Linked DNA regions of Gasterosteus aculeatus: region 2 is linked to region 1. Evidence: chromatin contacts called from public Hi-C data. All regions are on one chromosome and are shown on one strand. The core of a region is the stretch at or near the end of the contact, and the rest is flanking DNA. Distances in the headings are between cores, read along the strand shown. Region 1 holds the start of mdh2 (malate dehydrogenase 2, NAD (mitochondrial)). Region 2 holds the start of trmt11 (tRNA methyltransferase 11).

Evidence for each region. Hi-C and Micro-C count contacts between places; a contact is called where the count stands out from the background.
Region 2: a Hi-C map of liver shows a contact between it and region 1, with 4 times the contacts expected there. The contact joins the promoter of trmt11 here to the promoter of mdh2 in region 1. A contact is called at or near these places in 5 of 6 Hi-C or Micro-C datasets (liver, skeletal muscle, tail fin and 1 more).

Annotation. Positions count from the first base shown.
Region 1 is chr20:14,538,492-14,541,191 of fGasAcu3.hap1.1, forward strand. mdh2 (malate dehydrogenase 2, NAD (mitochondrial)) reads left to right here and starts at 1,251. Exons shown (of 1, transcript XM_040164527.2): 1 at 1,251-2,671. The coding sequence starts at 1,251. The coding sequence ends at 2,264. It overlaps LOC120810184 (E3 ubiquitin-protein ligase rnf146), which reads right to left and starts at 1,072. Exons shown (of 3, transcript XM_040164526.2): 1 at 933-1,072; 2 at 231-282; 3 at 1-76. The coding sequence starts at 64.
Region 2 is chr20:14,668,297-14,670,996 of fGasAcu3.hap1.1, forward strand. trmt11 (tRNA methyltransferase 11) reads right to left here and starts at 1,394. Exons shown (of 13, transcript XM_040166060.2): 1 at 947-1,394; 2 at 197-262; 3 at 1-68. The coding sequence starts at 1,024. LOC120810995 (actin-binding Rho-activating protein) reads left to right here and starts at 1,524. Exons shown (of 2, transcript XM_040166064.2): 1 at 1,524-1,642; 2 at 2,062-2,700. The coding sequence starts at 2,064. The coding sequence ends at 2,600.

The DNA.
Region 1 (2,700 bases), core at 1-2,500:
TATTGCCTTTCTTACTGGATGGAAGCGAACTGACAGAGTGGTCTACCTCTCCACAGCTAGCCATCCTGAGGAAGTACTGAGGAACGGGGGGAAATGCATATTATAAACTGTAGTTAGATATATCCACTATTTTAATGCGGGTGTCAAGATCACATTTAACTGTCACGGTCACTAAATAGCAAACAATTAGACTATCATCTATGTAAACAAGGCTGATAATTGTTACCTACCGGAAGTGCCTCAACACTGATGTAGCATGAGGAGAGTTGATGGATCCTTAAGCTGGGGAAGCAAAACAAAACGTAGCGTTATTCGTTTTTCAGGCTTTACAGTGTCAACGTCAAACCTCATTTGACAACGGACATCTTATATGATAAAATAAGGTGGACTTTTAACCATACGCTGACAGCCATTAGCATTAGCTACTAATAAGCATTAACGTCAACTCACTTAAGCTAGCGCTTGCTAAATTACTGGAGTCTGTGGAACAAAAAGGGTTGCACTGAGAACAGTCTGGAGAAAATAAGTGTCAGCGTGTTGTCATTATATTGGGGCAAACACCATGATTAAGACACCGCTGTTATGAACACGACAGTCGAGTAAAACCCACTGCGAACCATCTAACGTTAATAGAGACACTGGTAACAAGCTACAAGCTAACTAGTTTAGCTAAAGTAAGAGCCAAAAGCAGCAACGAAAGGGAAAGAAGATTGTTGTTAACGTCACAAGTCAAACCGAACACAGGTACTTTCTGGCAAAGGGACCATAACAACACGACCTGTTGTGGCTAACGCTGGTTGGGCTGATAGCAGCATTCTGACTCCAGCAAATAGACGGAGTTCAACTGACGGTGCTAGCTTAACGTTATTTTATGAGGGCGTCAAAAACAGCAATTATTTTGTCACGACAGAGACGATGCGTGCGTACCGTACCGTCAAACGTTGCTGTGGTGTTTCTTTTGCGAAGATACGATTCGTGTAACGCCACTGATTCCAAGCGCTAGCTGGCCGACCTCCAACGTTTAACGGGCTTTGTTTTCCTCCGAAAACGGAGCTGACATAAAGACCACGACGTGAGAATACGCGATGACGCAGCTCGACGTCAAACGCGCGACGCTTATATTCCGCGCATGCCCGTGAGCACCACTTCCTGTTGGCTGGTGACTAGAGGACGTTGGTGTCACAGAGGAGAGCGGCTCAGCAAGCGTCTTTATTTCCCACTTAACTAAGAAAAGAAGCAACAACGACGAAATGTTTGTCCGTGCCGTGAGACCCACCGTGAGCCTGGCGCGAAGCCTCTCCACCTCTTCGCAGAACAACGCCAAGGTGGCGGTGCTCGGCGCGTCGGGCGGCATAGGCCAGCCGCTCTCCCTGCTCCTCAAGAACAGCCCCTTGGTGAGTCAACTGTCTCTGTACGATATCGCCCACACCCCCGGCGTGGCCGCTGACCTCAGCCACATCGAGACCAGGGCCCAGGTGACCGGCCACATGGGTCCGGGTCAGCTGGACGCTGCTCTGCAGGGCTGCGACGTGGTGGTCATCCCGGCCGGCGTGCCCAGAAAACCCGGCATGACCCGCGACGATCTCTTCAACACCAACGCCACGATCGTTGCCACCTTGGCCGACGCCTGCGCCCGCAACTGCCCCGAGGCAATGATCTGCGTCATCGCCAACCCGGTCAATTCCACCATACCCATCACATCAGAGGTCATGAAGAAGTATGGCGTTTACAACCCCAACAAAGTTTTTGGTGTCACCACCCTGGACATTGTCAGAGCGAACGCCTTCGTGGCCGAGCTCAAAGGTCTCGACCCGGCTCGCGTCAATGTGCCGGTCATTGGAGGTCATGCCGGGAAGACCATCATTCCCCTGATTTCCCAGTGCACACCGAAAGTGGAGTTCCCCGCTGACCAGTTGGCTGCCCTGACAGGCAGGATCCAGGAGGCCGGCACCGAGGTGGTTAAGGCCAAGGCCGGCGCTGGATCCGCTACCCTCTCCATGGCCTACGCTGGGGCCCGGTTCACCTTCTCCGTCCTGGACGCCATAAACGGAAAGGAGGGTGTGGTGGAATGCGGGTATGTCCGATCAGAGGAGACGGAGTGCAAGTACTTCTCCACCCCTCTTCTCCTGGGGAAGAACGGCATCGAGAAGAACCTGGGATTGGGCAAGCTGACTGCTTTCGAGGAGAAGCTGGTGGCCGATTGCATTACCGAGCTGAAGTCTTCCATCAAGAAGGGAGAGGATTTCGTGGCTAATATGAAGTGAACGGGGAGGCGTTAAGTCGGTTGAGAAAGAAAAGCTTTTGTGAATGGTAGTTTGTTTTGTCTCAACTTTAACAGCATCTGTCAGGATTTCCCCTTTTGTTTAACCATTGGGGTCATTTTGATGAAGAAATCCTGGTTTTAACCAAGGTCCTAAAGTATCATCCCCAATATGTTTTCAAACATTGCTTTATCTTGCACTATAATTACTGTACTGTGACTTAGATATATTTTTTGCGAATGTCAAAGTTGGACAGAATTTCATATATTTTCATGTAAAGTCTGTATTAACGGGATTTCTCTGCTTAATGACTGAGGAGGAAATACTATTACCATGCCTGTTGATGCTATCAGATGTTAATGATGAGCAAAATATTCACTCCACCAATAAACAGTCTAGCTTTAAATAAAGCAACTGGTTTCTTTTTATTTTACAAAAG
Region 2 (2,700 bases), core at 144-2,643, 130 kb after region 1:
CAAACAGATCTGGCCATGACTCCGCGGACATCCTCCTCAGCCAAACCATCCAGGCACCAGAAAGGAGTCTAGAGACAAGAGGCAGGTCACTGGCTGACAGAAACCTTCCGATGAGGCAAACAATGATTATAAAATTGTATTCATTTGGGGAAAAAAATACAAAAAGTTTTTAAATATGTGCATTTGACTTGCAAACCTTTTCTTGGAAGTCTCCACTCGGATGGAATGATTTCCCTCTGAGAGCGAGCAAGGCCTTAATCTCCTGTGAGAATGAGCACATATATAAAAAATAAAATACTCACATACATAATCATGGTATTTTTTTCACAGACTGAGCAGTGCTCCTCGTGTCATCTCCATTTTTTAAATCAGTGTGGATCCCAGTGAGATAATTAAGATGCTACAGGATCACAGTACAGTGCACATCTAATTCTTTATAGGCATATATATATACATAGGCCATTTCATATCTGTGAACGTAAGCATGCCACGTGTCCGAGTGTATTTCCTGTTGTGAATGCAATCAGCTGACGGGATGTAAACATGGACACAGACCGTTGCCTAGCAATCCAAATTCGTCGAAACAGTCTATAACGCATTTATAGTGTATGTCCATAGGTCAACATGTGCAAACGAGTCCCAATCACGTGGTTACATCTGCGGATGAATACATTCATGATACGAAACGCAGAGTTCCCAGAGGGGGGTACAGAAGGAGAAGTTAGCTATCAATGTGTTATTGTTAATATGTGATTAAACTTTTGGTTAATTCACACGTGAAACCAAAGCCTCAATCAATCCGCTCCGGTTTGGCAGTTTGAATTAGCAAGCAGCTAACACAGCGCGCCGCGCGAGGAAGGAGGCTTCTCCTCTAGGAAATTACACAAATTCAGCCAAAATATTCACAGAGAAAGCCAGATAGAAACTGATGGTTCGTGAAGGTTACCGGCAATCTGAAATCCAGATTATCTTGGGCAAGATGCAAGAGATACGTGAGGCATGATCGATTGACGGAGGTCGCCATATTTGTTGCGGATTCAAAATACGTCCGGTGTGAAACTGGGCTGTGAAGTCATTCCGCTCGTGTAGCAAATTACCATAAATGAAAATAAATATTATAATTCACCTTCACGCAATACCTTTTCTTAATTTTTTTAATTTTGCGCATTTTGATACACGCAAGCACCCGTATTTCCACTAAATGGTGATCATTTTAGATTTTTATTTATTTTGTGACCTCGTCCAAATATAACTACCTATATTGTTCGTTTGTTTTAACCTATATTGTTCGTTTGTCACCTATTTTTTTCCTCTAAAACTCGCTACTTCGCTCTTTCACGCAAAGATTACGTCCTCTAAAAATCCTCGGCCGTAATCTTCTTTACTTCAGCGGCACCTTGGTGGATCCTCCCCCTCTGACCGCTGACTGGCTGCTCAGATCTCTTTCAACAGGCCATTGGCCGAAGGAGATGTCCATCACAACGGTTTCGCGTTTGGATACAAAACCATCCGCCCTTTTGCTACCGTCAGCAGTGCTACAGGACTGTATTGTCAAGTAGTTCTGCATAGTAAGTGTTAACTTGCTATTGTCACTATGGCACGTTCATGCAGATGAAGTAAAGATCGACTCAGTTTTCTGCATGTAAGTCATCATGTTTAATAATTGTTTATTACAAATGTCGTAGGGTTATGCTGGTTACTTTAAGCGGTGTATTCCCTTCACCAAGCTCAGATTTACTAATATAGTTAAACAAAATTTTCATTTTTTTAATGAATTTTAAACTTAATAAGTGTTTCAAATTGTGGGCTAAAACAGTCAGTCATCAGTTACAATAGATATGTTTATGAGATATGTACAGAGCTCTACAGCTAAATCAGAAAAAAGTGCACATGCAGGACAGGACAACTATGTTTAGATGAAATATAAAATGTAGCTTGATATTCAGAGACCATTTTAGTTAGTTATTGTTAAGATTATTCAAAATGAAGCAATACAACAGTAAAGGGAAATTATTCAGTGAGAAAAACATTGCATTCCTATGATGTCCTCAATTTAAACAGTGATGGGGACAAACAGCCAGAGTGACATCATGGAAACTGAAGAAGACATTACAGATCCTGCTAAGTTTAGCAATGACACAGCAGCGTGCATGGTTTCTGTGAAAGGCCTGAAGGAAAACTGGCAGAAGTGGTGCGATGAACACCAGGAGTACCAGAAGCACAACCCCTTCAGTCAGGACATCAGACCCAGTGTAACGGTCCCTCAGAGAGGGCACGGCGACTACGGGAGACCACTGCAGGGGTCCGTGACAGCGCAGCGGGGGAAGGATGCTCACACACACATCAGCAGAGAGCTTGAGGAGCTGTGTGATGTGATGAGAAACATCGGACAGCCCGGGGACAGAGAAGGAGATGGAAGCAGCAGCGATGGGAGAGTCGTCACTGTGGAATTCGGGGAACTGTTTGAGCATTATGTGACGATCTCTAATAAACTAGTGGGGATTCTTTTAAGAGCGAGGAAGCAGGGGCTGGTTGACTTTGAGGGGGAGATGTTGTGGCAGGGGAGGGACGACCATACTGTTATCACTCTGTGGCAGTGATCAGAAACATGGGTTAAGGTTTTTAATCCATGTTACTTCAATGCAGCAAACACTGTGGTATTAGGACAGCAGGAGGACTGCACTTATTATTGCACTTAGT